Linked DNA regions of Mus musculus: region 2 is linked to region 1. A link is a contact called in public HiChIP or PLAC-seq data. All regions are on one chromosome and are shown on one strand. Each heading gives the region's core, a stretch centred on a gene start, on an enhancer-like site or on the middle of the called end of the contact. The rest is flanking DNA. Distances are from core to core; before and after follow the strand shown. Region 1 overlaps Dennd1a (DENN/MADD domain containing 1A). Region 2 overlaps Nek6 (NIMA (never in mitosis gene a)-related expressed kinase 6).

Region 1 (6,634 bases), core at 1,881-4,380:
AAATGCTTATTAAAGGAAATCATTTAATGTGAGATTTTATTCAATTTTGGCACACAGAATTTGAGATAAAAGATGTATTTCCTCTGCTAGCTCAAAAGTGGAGTCAGAATGGCTGTGGGCTCTGTGCTCTGAATGGCTACAGGTGCCCTGTTGCACACACATGCCATTGTGCTAGAGTGCAGCTGTCCCTTTCTCTCTTCTTCCCACTTTACCTCCCTGTCATCCAGGAAAGTGCCAGTATCTTTATCAGCATGGCACTGTGTAGGCGTTTTATATGCATAACATTTTTCTCAATATTCATACAAAATAGGTGCTATTTCCACTTACAGATAAGAATTGTGAGACTCAAGAGTGGAAGGACTTTCAAATGCATCCACTAATAGATGAGAGAGTCAAAGCCAGGTACCCACAGCCATGCTTGCCCTCAGGCTGTGACCTCCTCAGCTCCCTAGAGTCACAGAGCTGCTGTGGTGGCTCTGAGAGCCCACTGCCAGGAGGGGAGTGTCACTCCCTACTCCATTCTCAGGACATGATCTTGAATTCAGATGACTAGTAGTCCAGACAGAGGCAGGGGAGAGGGAGGAGAGAGAAAGAGAGAGGGGAGCCCAGTGCAGTCTATTCTGAACTCGTGTTCTTAGGGCACTTCCTTGGCTTAGGCTGGTGGTTCAGGCTGTAATTCCCAGACTGCTTGCCCACAGGTGGGAAAACAAGATAGCTTTTCACAAGCCTTTCCCAAATCTGGGCTTCATAAAGTTACTGCTAAGCATGTAACAAAAGCACGGGTTCTGTGAAGAGTTCCACGGTGACAGGGATGCTCAGCAGAGAAGCATCTCTGTATAAAGTCCATCTGAGCCCCTCAAAGCACAATGTTAAACACTGTATTACCACGAGACAGCGCCTCCACACCAGGCATCATGCTTGTGCACATGCCATAGAATTGGTCACAGGAGCCAAGAGGTGAGACTACTCACCTTTATGAAGTCCAGGTTTGTAGGAAACATTTGTGAATAGTCAACAGATGAAGGGAAAACACAATGGGGTTTGTTCATGTACAGACTATAACTCAGTCTTGAAAAGGGATGGCATTTTGATATCTATTGCAAGTTTGATAAACTTTGAGTTTGTGTCACATGAATTAAGACAAAGGAGGACAAACACAGTGATATTCTACTTCTAGAAAAAAATCAGTGGGAACATAGATGGTAGATTAGAGGTTACTAAGTACTGCAGGAGACAGACAGGAAGTTCCTGGTAATGAACTTTCAGGATCAGCTGACTGGAATGGGAGATTATAAGAACTTTCAGGGTGAGGGTTGTGTAGTCCTGTGAGTGCAGCCATCCCTCAGCTGTGCAACTGGCAATGGTCTCAACAACAAAGCTTGTATTTTCCACAATTGAAATAGTCTAAAGACAGACTTCAGGTCCATTCTAGGCTTCCCCATTCAAATGATATATATAGAGTCACAGGGCCTGTGCTTGGTCACAGGTACTCATTCCAGTCTTGTTTCCCTGTTCCTCATCTGTGCTGAGTGTAGTGTCTTAAGGCTGCTCAAGTCCTTCTGGGTTCAAGATGGAAACATGGGCAATTAGTCACTACCCTATCCGAGTTCTAGGAATCCTTTATACACCACACCCCATCATGTGGGCTTCGGTGTGCCCCACTCAGCTTCTCTCATATGAGTGAGCTGAAAATGGCCTTTCCCCACAGTGGAACAAATAGGCCCCTAGAGTCAGGCTCCTGCACACACCTGAATTTCTTTTACCCAGAAAGCTTAGGAGTAAGAGCATCTCAAAGTTTTATTAACTGAAATGTTGGTAGATTATTACCTAAAATATTGAAAGGTAAGAACAACTTAACAGCCCAGCAGGGGAGTATGGCCAGGGCAACAATGGCTGTGGCTTACTCAGTGACATACAGTGTAAAATGTATAAGATGCCACATTCAGTGTGGGACAAACAGACTTTATTCGTTAATCTGTTGAGCTCTGGATACCCTTTGTATCATGGGAAACAAGCAGATGCAATGCATTCATAAATTGCATATACACATACACACACAAACACGTTTGGTGGAGTTGTGGTGATGCCTTAATTTCTTTATTTACGAGTATTTCTTATTTTTCATCTCTCCAAAAGTAAACATAAACACAGGTTTCTCTCTGCCAGCTCAGGAGATGGGCAATGTTACTTAAGCAGAATTCTGAAACCTGTGGTACAGTTCTGACCTGGTACAACACAGTCTGGTGCATTCATGCTTGAAAACCAAGCTATCAATCTGCCTTTATCTTAACTTCTATGCCTTTGAGGGGTTTTAGGTGGATAAATATGACTCAGCAAAAACCATGTATAAAATCAAGGGATATAAGGTGAACGACATGAGTGTTCTTTATCAGCATCTAGAATGGACTGACTGAGATGGATGCTGAGTGTTCATACAGCTTGTTTATAGCATTCACTCCAGCACTAAGGGCAGGGTCTAGGCTCCTGTCACCACAGGGAAGGCTGGCCAGTGGGTTGGCCCTGAGAGAGCCACACTGGCTAACTAAATAAGAGTACCCGTAATGTTTCACCAAGCCGTGTTTCCACAGCCAATACACAGAACAGGCCACTTCCCTAGGTACCAAGCAAATGTGCTCTTTGAGTAGACATTTCCAGGACCCATATGGCCAGATACAGGAGATGTATCCTCATATGCACTGCCTCAAGGTGACTCCATGTAGAGGAGGAGTTAAGAGACTGCATAGAAGGATCAAATGAAAGCTTAAACTATCTTCAAGAGTTCGTCAAAACAGGCCAGTGCATTTCAAAGGGGGTGGATCAGTCTTGCTCAGATTTCCTGATGATATCATTTTGAACAAAGGAGCAAGGTAGAATATTCTTTTTAAAAAGCATGCCTTCTCCCTAGGAGAGAAAAGGGGACTCAAGGCAAACTCAAGAATCACACTACTATCCACATCCTGTGAAAGTTGTATTCTTCTACCAAGCAGATAATGGATCCTTGGCCTAGCAATTAAAATCATTTGTCTTTTATCCCCTTCTTGCCAAAAAGGACCCCAGCCCTAACTAGTTAATCCCCAACACACACTGCTGCTCCCAGAGTTGCCTGGCAACTACCAGGAGGCGTGTCAGAGAGCAAGAAAGGCCTAAATAAATGAGCTGGAGCCTGTGCTGTGCTTGACATGGATAAAGAGGTTCTCCGAATGGGGCTTCCTGGCTGCTTGTGGTTCTGTCATTTAAGTGGGAAGAACAAGTTGGCTTGGGCAACACTGTTAAATGCCCTAGGCTTTGCCACTGATTTTTTCCAGGTAACTGAAAAGTGGGTCACATACCCCTGTGATTTGCAGACACCTCCTCTCTTCCAGGAAAAAGCTATTTCCAGAGACTCCAGACAGGATAAGGAGCAATGCATGCACACGGAACACAGGCCTGGGGCTAACCTGTGCCTCCCGCACTCCCCTATCCATTCTCTGTCCATTAGTCCAAAATACACTGGCTAACACCTACACTCTGTGCCATGGCCTGCCTAGGATGAAACTTGTGAGAACTAGAAGACAGGCAGGAGAGTGCAGTGGGAGGAACCTTGTCTTGGAGTCTCCTCCTGGCTCTCCTACATTCTGGGAAGTCATTGCCAAGTAGAGCCTCTGCCCCATCTGTAAATGGACAAGACAAAGGTCAGGTAAACAGGAAAGATCGTGGCTGGGAAGCCACTTGAAGGTGAACTATGACTGATTTGTGGGAGCCACTGAGGAGGGGTAGACAGTTATTCCTCACTTTCACTTTCTGACTACAGGAAGTCCCTTTGAAACATCTGGCCCTGAAAAGACCCACCTAGACCAGGCTAGGCTCAGTATAGAGAAGCCTCAGCAAGATGGCCCTTCCCTTTCCTTTGGACACGGGTAAAACAAAGCTCAAAGGCACTCTGAATGTTTCCAGTAAGGGAAAAACATAAGCAAAACAAAATAAACAAATAAAAAACCTACAAAGGCTCTCAAGTGAGCTCTAAGTCATAGGCAGGACCCTTTTAGGCCAGGCTTCTACATAGGCAGGCAAGGATCAACTGGCCCTACAGGAGCTGCATCCCAAATACTTCTGGCTGGAAAGGAATCCTAGCAAGAACAGGAGACAAGCTGCTGTCCAAGGGCTGGCAGGCAGGCCCTGGACTAGGCTTATCCAAGTTTCACTACAATCCTGCAAGGATCAGGCTCCACATGGAAAGAAACTGAGGCTCAGAGGTCTGAAGGAGTCCTAAGTCACAGCTGCCAAGGAGCAGAGCAGACAGCAGCAGCTCATGCTTTCAGAGCAATGCAAGTGGTTACTCTGAGGTCACCAGTTTCCTACCACAGCACAGCACTAGTCTGGGTGGGAAGATACCATAGCCATTTGGACAGCAACACAGCACAAGTAGTAATGGCAAGTGTGGCAGAGGGTTGGGCAGTGACTTCCAGGTTGCTCAGGGCCCTCCTTTCTGCAGGCGCTCTCTGCTCTCAGTCTCTCTGCAACTGCTCTGCACATGGCCACCCATTTCTTCCTCCCCTCAGCACCAAAGCTTGAAATGTTCTTGGATCCTGAGTGTTGATTCTGAGTGTTGAATAGAGCTGGCCCTGCCCCTCAACTGGGCACTGTGGGAGAGCTGGTCCTACCTCTCATGGGCTACAGCACTCGGAAGAGTGAGCCCCACACCTTGCCTGGGCAGCACAGTAGAGCTGGCCCTGGTAGATGGTGCAGTGAGCTGTACCTGGAAAGCATGGGAGCAGGAGAGCAGGCCCTAGTGGTATGGGTGCAGGAGCGCTGGCAGGCTGACCAATTCAGCTACCACCCAGGCCCAGATCTACCCCAACATCTACTCCATCTATGAAGTGCTGGAGCTGGTGAAGGGGTCAGTCCTACAGAACCAAAGCTGAAGGATGTCCATGACACAGGGCATTAACTAAGAGGCGTCTCAGTAAGGATCCAGTATTGACAGTGTGGCAGAAGTCAGAGACCTCAAACCAGACCAATGGCTCATTGCAAAGATCATTTGCAAGCAAAGAAGTGTTGGTAAAAGGGTATATACTGTGAGATACATAGCAGCTTCCACTGCAAGATGTTGTTTTGGTTTTTTGTTTTTGTTTTTTTCTTTAGATAGGGAGGTTGCAAGGGCAAAGGGCAGATATGGAGGAATGGAGGGATGAATGAAATTGGGGTACTGATGTGAAATTAACAAAGGATCAATAAAAAAGTTAAAAATATTCCAATAGAAAGAACTAAAAAAGAAAAAAAGAAAAATCATTCAAACTACATATGAAGATAGAAAAAGCTGTTCTTATTAGTGTGGCTTAAAATTGGGGGATGTTAACAACAGCCAATAAGACCAGCATCAGGATAATGAGTGGGCTTTGGCCCTTATTTTAAATCAGAGGTACTAGATAAAACCCTGTCAGTGGGCTTATATATTCACCCTCTGGAAGCCTCCCAGGTAACTGTGGTCCACAACCAGGCTGTCCTCAATGACATTTGATAAGAGATTTTATATGATGTTAAAGTGCTTACTCAGACTAACGGCAAAAACAGACTCGTAAGTGGGATGCTGAGTTGCTTTGTCAAGGATAGCTCAACTGCCTAACAGAAGAAAACAACAAAACTAAACTAAAACCCAAGACCCAAGCAATATGAACCAAAAGCAAATCAAAGACAAAAAATAGGGTGGAGGCCTGCTGACACCACTTCAACTCTAGATGATGGGACCAGGGTGCTTCTTATTTCTGTTTCTTTAAACATTTTAACCAAGATCGAGTGCGATTTTATTTTATTCTCTTAGTGCAATGGATAGATCTCAAAGCCTTGTGTGTATATCATGCAGGCTACACTGAGCTAAATCCCCAAAATACAGTCTGCCTGCCTGCCTGTCTGTCTGTCTGTCTGTCTGTCTCATTATGAGTGTATGTGGGTGTGTCTATGTGCTTGAATATTGTGGCTCATTGAGGCTAGAAGAAGGTATCAATTCTTCTGGTGCTGGACTTACAGGTTGTTATGAGTCTCCTAATGTGGGTGCTAGGAACTGAACTCAGGTCCTCTGCAAGAACAGTATGCATTTTTAACTGCTGAGCCATCTTCTGAGCACTAATTTGTGCAATTTTATGAGCAGACCACTAAAAAATGTATAGTCGCTGGGAAGCATTCCCATCCCATAGTACTGCTGCCCCCCCCCCCCCCCCATCATCACCCAACACTCCATTCACTCTCCCTGCCTTGCAGCTGCTTCTCATGCTCATGTGTGCTCGGCAGCCATTGTAAACAATCTTGCATGAGGTATTGCCTCATTTTTCAATGAGGAGAACTAGTAGAATTAAATTTATGATTTAAAAATCACGTAGGTAACACAGTAACCACTGTTGGTGCAATTCTTAATTGGGAAACTACGGGCCTTCCGGTGTCCCTTTCACAGACAAAAGCCATTCTTGTACAGATGAATGCAAGTGAAAATGTGACAGGCCTGCCACAGCCCATGGATTCTAAAATGAAAACTTCTCCCCACCAAAACACAAAGTTGTGCTCTCTTCTCCATAATATCTACAGTAAATGACCAAATGACAACTTAGATTCAAGAAAACATCTATAGCCAAACCTATCATTAGTTCTAGATGATGCTTTAATG
Region 2 (6,454 bases), core at 2,230-4,729, 620 kb after region 1:
AGGTACCCCTAGTGTACCCGGAAGCTACAAACAAATCTGGCATCTGGTTGATGTGGCTGGTGACTTAGAGGGGTCGTGGAGTGACTTACAGTCCGACCAGATCTGCAGGATATCCGTTCTAACAATAGCGATGGTGCTGATTCCTGTCTTACTGCAGTGAGAGATGTTGGGACCTTTAAATGGTAGAGCTTAGTAGGAGGTCATTAGGTCACAGGGGCACTGCCTCCAGGAAGGATTATTTTTCATGAGGTTAAATTGTTTATAAAAGTTCAAGTCTGAGCCCTGACTGTCTGACTGTCTGGATTCTTGACTGGCTACGGGATCTGTTCTTTTTTCCCAGAGTCTTTGCCAGTGTAATATTAGCCTGGCAGAGGTTCCTGCCAGTGCTGATCGGGCCCTTGAATCTCCAAAACTGTGAGCTCAATAAAAAATTTCTTTATAAAGTTGTCCAGACTCAGGCATTTTGGTATAGTAACAGAAAACGAGCTAGTTCAAATAGTCTCTTAGCCTTGCAATGTGGGTTACACAAATGTGAGACAGGACTGACCAGCTTGTGTGCTTATTCCCTTGAGATGTTAGGAAGGTCATTCATGATTCATAGGGGCTTCTGGCTCTCTAGGAACTATATATAGTACAGCTGCTCAGGAGCCTGGGTCAGCACCCCCTGGAGTTCAGACTAGAATTGGGACACAAAGAGTGAGTCTGTAGATGCTTCAGGGTTTTCCTACTTAACTGAGCTACACTGATGCCTTCTATATGCCTTGTAGGAGCCCAAGTCCAAGCCTGGCCCTCGGAAGATGTTAAAGACATACTACGGGGTATATGCAGGCTTTCCCACACAAGAGAATCATTTCCCTAGCCAGAAAGCTCCCATGCATGTCAGCCTTGATTTCTGCCACAAAGAGGCCAGTGAGATGGGGAAGCTAGAAACTGCCTCTAGCACCAGGAGTAGAAGACACTCTCCCAGGAGTAGGGAGACACTTGACTGACTTCTGCTCATAATTGGGCACATGGCATGGGCATCATCAGGTCAGTCCTGGCCATGAGAGCTAACCTACCTGGAGGTTCACAAGAACGTGCACCCTCCAGTGTTACCATGTCTGCTACGTACTACCAGAGTCTGGCTCGGTTCTCCTGGCCACTAAGGTTGCCCATTGGGCTTATATGGGGTGTTGGGGACAGCAAAACAGAGCTATCGAAAGGATGTAGAAAAATGTCTGGTAGTGAGGGTGGAAGCTGAGGTTTTATGGGAGTTTGAGTGAGAAGTGTCCCACAATGGCTCAGGTTGGTGCTGCTGTTGGGAGGTTTAGGTGGCGTACCTTGCTGTAAGAAGTACATCACTGAGGGCTGGTTTCAGATTCTAACCTCATCCTACTTCCAGCTCACTCTCTCTGTTTCATGCTTGTGGTAAAGGATGCAAGTTCTCAGCTCCATGTTCTGGCAGCCATGTTGTTCCTGCCAGTATGGTCTCTTAACCATACTGTGAAACCATAAGCCAAAATAAACTGTTTTAGTTCTAAAAGTTGCTTTTGGCCATGGTGTTTTATCTCAGCAAAAAGAAAGTAAGTGATGCGGGCCTCCGTGCAGGTCTGGAATGGACAGTCCTCATTTCCCTGCAGAGTACCTCTGTGCCCCCCTTCCAGTGGACAGTCCTAGCCACTGAAGCAGCACAACCTCATGGAGAGAGAGTACCCTCTGTGGTATTTGTGACTTGTGAGCTAGGTGACCATGAGCAGAGTGACATCTGTGCCCTCTGCTCTCCCATCTGTAAAATGAAATTGGTGGCTAGGAGGAGAAAGTGACCAGGTTCCTATTTTCTGTTGCAGTCCGTGACCTCGTGAGGCTGGCATGCAGGATGGCAGGACAGCCCAGCCACATGCCTCATGGAGGGAGCCCAAACCACCTCTGCCATGCACTGGGGCCTGCACCCCCTCCAGACCCACAGGTAAGCCCATTCTCTTGTGTCCCAGAACACTGAGGATCCTTTGTTCGACCTTTCCTACCTGTAGGGAGCTGTGTAGCCTGCCACACAGACATGGCGCCGGATGCTCCCAGGCCTGGGGTGTGGCCCTGTACTTTATTCAAAGATGTTTGGTTTCCGTTGAGGGGCAGCTCCACATCTGCAGCTCTGTGCATGGAGAAGAGGGGCACAGGAATGGACAGAAAGCTCTCGTGTGTCCTGGGCCACTGTCGACCTCTGCTTTGGTCTGAATTATGTTTGGCTCTCTTTGGTCTTGTGCTCTAGAGATGGCCTCTCTGTGCCCAGATCACCCTGGCTTTTGATGCCTTAGAGGGCTCAGCTGCCTTTGGTTCTGCTCTAAAGGTGGCTTTGAGTGCCTTTGCCACACTCATTGCCTTTGCACACTGTTCCCCGACCCAGAATGCCCTTCCCAGTCTCCCTCCAGACCACAAGGCCAGATACTACTCTCTGAGGAGACTTCCCACTCATGACCCATACCTGTGTGTGTTTCCTGCACCCACATGCATTCCCCCACACCCGTGCGCATGCCCCCTGTGTGGCCCTGGCCTTGGGATGTTTACTCCTTCAGGGGTCATCTATGCCTACTAGATGGAGGATGTCTCTAGCCTCGTGCACAGAGGCATGCTCTATACCACTGAGTCGGCGAAATACATCTGTATTTCAAAATACACCCTTATGTGCAGTGGACCGCCTAGGGTGTGGCTATATGAGGCAGGCCCAGGTCAGCTCTCAGGGAGCACAAAATCTCCTGGGATAGAAACATTAAAATACCCAACAGAAGGGACCCCCATAGCTCCAGAGTCCCCGTGAAGCAAGTGAGAGGGATGATCTCTGTAAGAAAGGGACAGACAGTGGCCTGCAGGGTGGCAAGCTTGGTGCCTGCTCCAGATCCTTAAGGACCCTGTGGGCAGGGTCAGCTTTTTCCTGAGGCTGTAAGACATAAATCAGAGGGATATTAAAGACAGCCATATTCCTGCTCCATGGGAGACTGTCATTGCTTCTGACACCCTAGTTCTGGGTAGAAGACTAAGGGTCTGCCCATTGTGCAAATTTTAAACTGCACAGACAGCTGCTCAGAGAGCCAGGTGGGTTTTGAATTTGTATTTGCTTGCAGTCTTGGCTGTGTTGTGATCTATGGCATAGGGCTATGTCAGCCCAAGAGAGGGTCTTACTACCGACCCACACAAAGATGACACCTGAGCTCATGGACAGTGGGCGCAAGTATGCAGACTGTCCCAGGACAACTATGTGGTTTGCGCTGGATGTGGTGGTCAATTTCCAGGTAGAAACTGGGGAGGCACAGCTCCTGAGCTGGGCCAGGACATGACGCTGATGGCTGGGGCAGCGGGGCCTGCTTAGGTAATGTAGCCATTTGTCACATTAAGTCATTCACTAACAATCGAATCCCCCTTGATTAATCTCCCAGAATTAGCCAGTTGCATTTCGAGCAATTAGGGTTAATTACAGGCTCATTTGGCAGAGGAGAGAGGCCCGTAATTATTTCTCGTGCGAGGCGAGGCGAGGCGAGGAGGCAGCGGTGACAGTGTCCTCGGCTGCTTGTCGCACATGTTGGAGCGGGTGATGACATAGTTAAGTGTAATTAGATGCAATCACTCAGTGTCGGCTGCTCTGGGCAGTGGCTGTCAGGCAAGGATGCCCTGGTCCCACCTGTGTACCTGGCCAGGCTTGAAAACTTGGGGTGCATGGCCAAGTGTGCTGTGCTAGCTCCAGGCTGGGATGGAGATGGAGGCTCAGTCCTCTCAGTGCCTATGTCTTGACCCCATCCGGGGAGTGTGGCACAAACCTGTTCATGTCAGCATCCTGAAATGCTTGGAATGGAGTGGAGTCTCTTTATGGCAGGAGGTGTGTGACCCAGCAAGCCATCCTTGGAACAAGGAATGAGGCTGTACCTGCTCTGAGGATGGGAACAAAGTGTCTCCGCCTCAGTTTTCTCATCTGTAGAGCATAGACAATGCTAGCACCACCATCCTGAGACATCTGCAGAGTCTCATTTACATGATATGATTTAAACATCCAGCATGGGACCCAGCACCATGTATGTCAAGGAAATGCCATGTGTAGACCATTCGTTCGTTCATTCGTTCGTTTGTTTGTTTACTTTTTGGTTTTTCAGGGTTTTTCTGGCCCTGGCTGTCCTGGAAAGCCCTCCAGACTTCACTGGAACTCACTTTTGTAGACCAGGATGGCCTCAAACTCACAGAGATTCTCCTGTCTCTGCCTCCGCGAATGCTGGGATTAAAGGTGTGCCCCAACACACCCAGCTATAGACTTTACTTTTATAATTGAAAAATTACGATGAATTGTTTCAAAGCCAAAGCTCTCACAGTTATATTTACCCTCTCAAGGCAGAAAGGTCAGGAGTTCCTAACAGTCCACCTATGGCTTTGTTAACATTTTAGTCCCAAAGCTAGTGGTTTTACAGAAACCAAGGGAGCCAACAGCACATGGAAATCTGTCTGCTGAATCCTACCGTTGGCCTGTGAGGTCCACAGTCACTGAGAAAGGCTAGGCTTTGGCTGACATCCCAGTGAATGGACATACAAAGTCAAAAGGGGAAAGCCATGGAGAACCAGGTAGCTTGTATGAAAGGGGAAGGTTTCCTTGTGTGAGAAATCCCTGCTGATGTCCCTGTCTTCAGGAACCTGCTCTGGGCATTCTGTGTCCACTTTTATTTGGAGAGAGGCATGTGCATACTCTGCAGGGGTCTGGGGGCAGCTGTCCATGGGTGTGTTTCACAGAACAAAATTTATATGCAAACCCTCTCAAAGATGTGATGGTGGATGGGTAAAGTTTAATGACCAAATTCTAATGGCTATCAAAACTCAAGGAGCTGGAAAGATGGCTCAGTCAATAGTGTACCTGCCGTGCAAGCATGACCTGAGTTCAGATTTTAGCATCCACGTAAATGTTGTACACAGTGGCGTACTTCTGTAACCCAGAACCAGGAAAGAGGGAGGCATGTGAGTCTCTGGGGGCTCACTGACTATCCAGCCCCTCTGAATTTGGTGAGCTCTGACTTCAGTGAGAGACCCTGTCTCAAAATGTAGAGAATGATTGACATGCACCCTCCATGTGCATGAACACACACACACACACCATTGAAGAATATTGGCTACTGATTGTAAATTTAGAACATGATTGTTTCAGGTCTTTCTTTGAGTACTGGCCCTTGGTACTCACAGCCTACTGGAGACCCCTCTACAAACTGATAAAAGGACACTGGAGAGCTTGGGGAAGAACAGAGAATGGGTGGCTGGTTCTGCCCAGTGAATGGCCAGCAGTCAGGGACAGAATAGAGAGCATATTCATAGGCTCCAGGCCTGAGGGAGGGTAAAATGGGGGTGGGGGTGGGAAGCGGTGTACACCCGGAAGCGGCAACTGTAGGAGATGGAGGTGAGGAAGACCCTCCAGTCTTCTCCTTCCAGCCTTTGCCTGGCCTTGCTCTCAGCTGCAGCTCTCGCCTAGCTAGGGTACCGGGACCATCCCGTGGGGGGAGGGGGGGAGGGTACCGCAATTTGGATGTTTAATGCCAATCATGATGTCTCTGCGCTACAAGCAATTCCTGAGTGTGCCTGTGAGCTGATGGTCCATGAAGCCTATAGTAGGCGCCTCAGCTGGGATGATGGCAATCGGGCTGACAGTGCGGTCTCAGAGAAGGAGGAGCAGCCAGTGCTCCACTTCACAGGGAGGTGAAGTGCTGTCTTGCTCTTGAGGGCAGTAAGAAAGAAGGTCGGCTGTGGGTTTGAAATTGGCCACTCTGCCGAGCGGGGTTGGCCTTGCAAGGTGTCTGACAATGTGGACTCTTTGTAAATTGAGCCCTTTTGTGCAATGCATATTTAAAGCATTTCGCTTCGTAGAAACCCAGTCTCCTGTAAGTCCCCCATACACACGATGTCAGATGTCTTTAAAGGTGAAATTCGTTTACAGGAAATGTCATGCTGATGAAGTGTGCTTTTTAAAATCATAGAAACAGTTGCCTTAAAATTAATGATGCGTCACCAGTGTGAGGGAGACGAGGCCCATCCAGTGTAAAGATGATTAAAATTCAGGTCAGAAGTCTGACTTAGTCAGGCTAAATTTTTTAATGAGATTTCAGAAAATTAATTGGGCGAATGCATTTTTATCCTTCTAACGTGTAATTTTATGTTCCTGTTTAGGGAGTGAGCATAGGGGAGAAAAGGGTTTGTCGATGGCGAGGCATAGTGTGGTTCAAACATTTTAAACTCAAATTAGTGAGGGGGTACTGGGGGGGGCGGGTATTTCTGGCCTAATTTGATCTGACTTGGAAAAGAAAGCCTGGGTTTCTCAGGGTTTTCTGGGGTAGGATAAGTGTCCCAAGGGAGTCATCTCCCATTATCCCTTATATGTCCTGCTTGGGCCTCAGAAAACTAGTGACATTTCTAGGAAGGATGCATTTGGAGACAGTGAACATGGACTTCAGCTGTCTCTTTG

Evidence for each region. HiChIP or PLAC-seq counts read pairs in DNA pulled down with a chosen protein or histone mark.
Region 2: an H3K4me3 HiChIP or PLAC-seq map of embryonic basal ganglia shows a contact between it and region 1, with 5 times the contacts expected there. The contact joins two enhancer-like sites. A contact is called at or near these places in 2 of 115 datasets of contacts at active chromatin or transcription factors (embryonic basal ganglia and embryonic stem cells).

Annotation. Positions count from the first base shown.
Region 1 is chr2:37,928,086-37,934,719 of GRCm38.p6, forward strand. All of the region lies in intron 13 of Dennd1a (DENN/MADD domain containing 1A), which reads right to left. Among named protein-coding and RNA genes, the nearest start is that of Crb2, 160 kb to the left of the region's middle. Within about 2 kb of position 3,131, at least 60 of the 459 cell types and tissues checked have an H3K27ac peak or open chromatin away from gene starts, as enhancers often do. A contact at or near this core is called in embryonic basal ganglia, where this site is marked.
Region 2 is chr2:38,548,727-38,555,180 of GRCm38.p6, forward strand. It overlaps Nek6 (NIMA (never in mitosis gene a)-related expressed kinase 6), which reads left to right. Exons shown (of 10, transcript NM_021606.3): 2 at 1,827-1,945. The coding sequence starts at 1,856. Among named protein-coding and RNA genes, the nearest start is that of Gm35808, 19 kb to the left of the region's middle. Within about 2 kb of position 3,480, at least 7 of the 459 cell types and tissues checked have an H3K27ac peak or open chromatin away from gene starts, as enhancers often do. A contact at or near this core is called in embryonic basal ganglia, where this site is marked.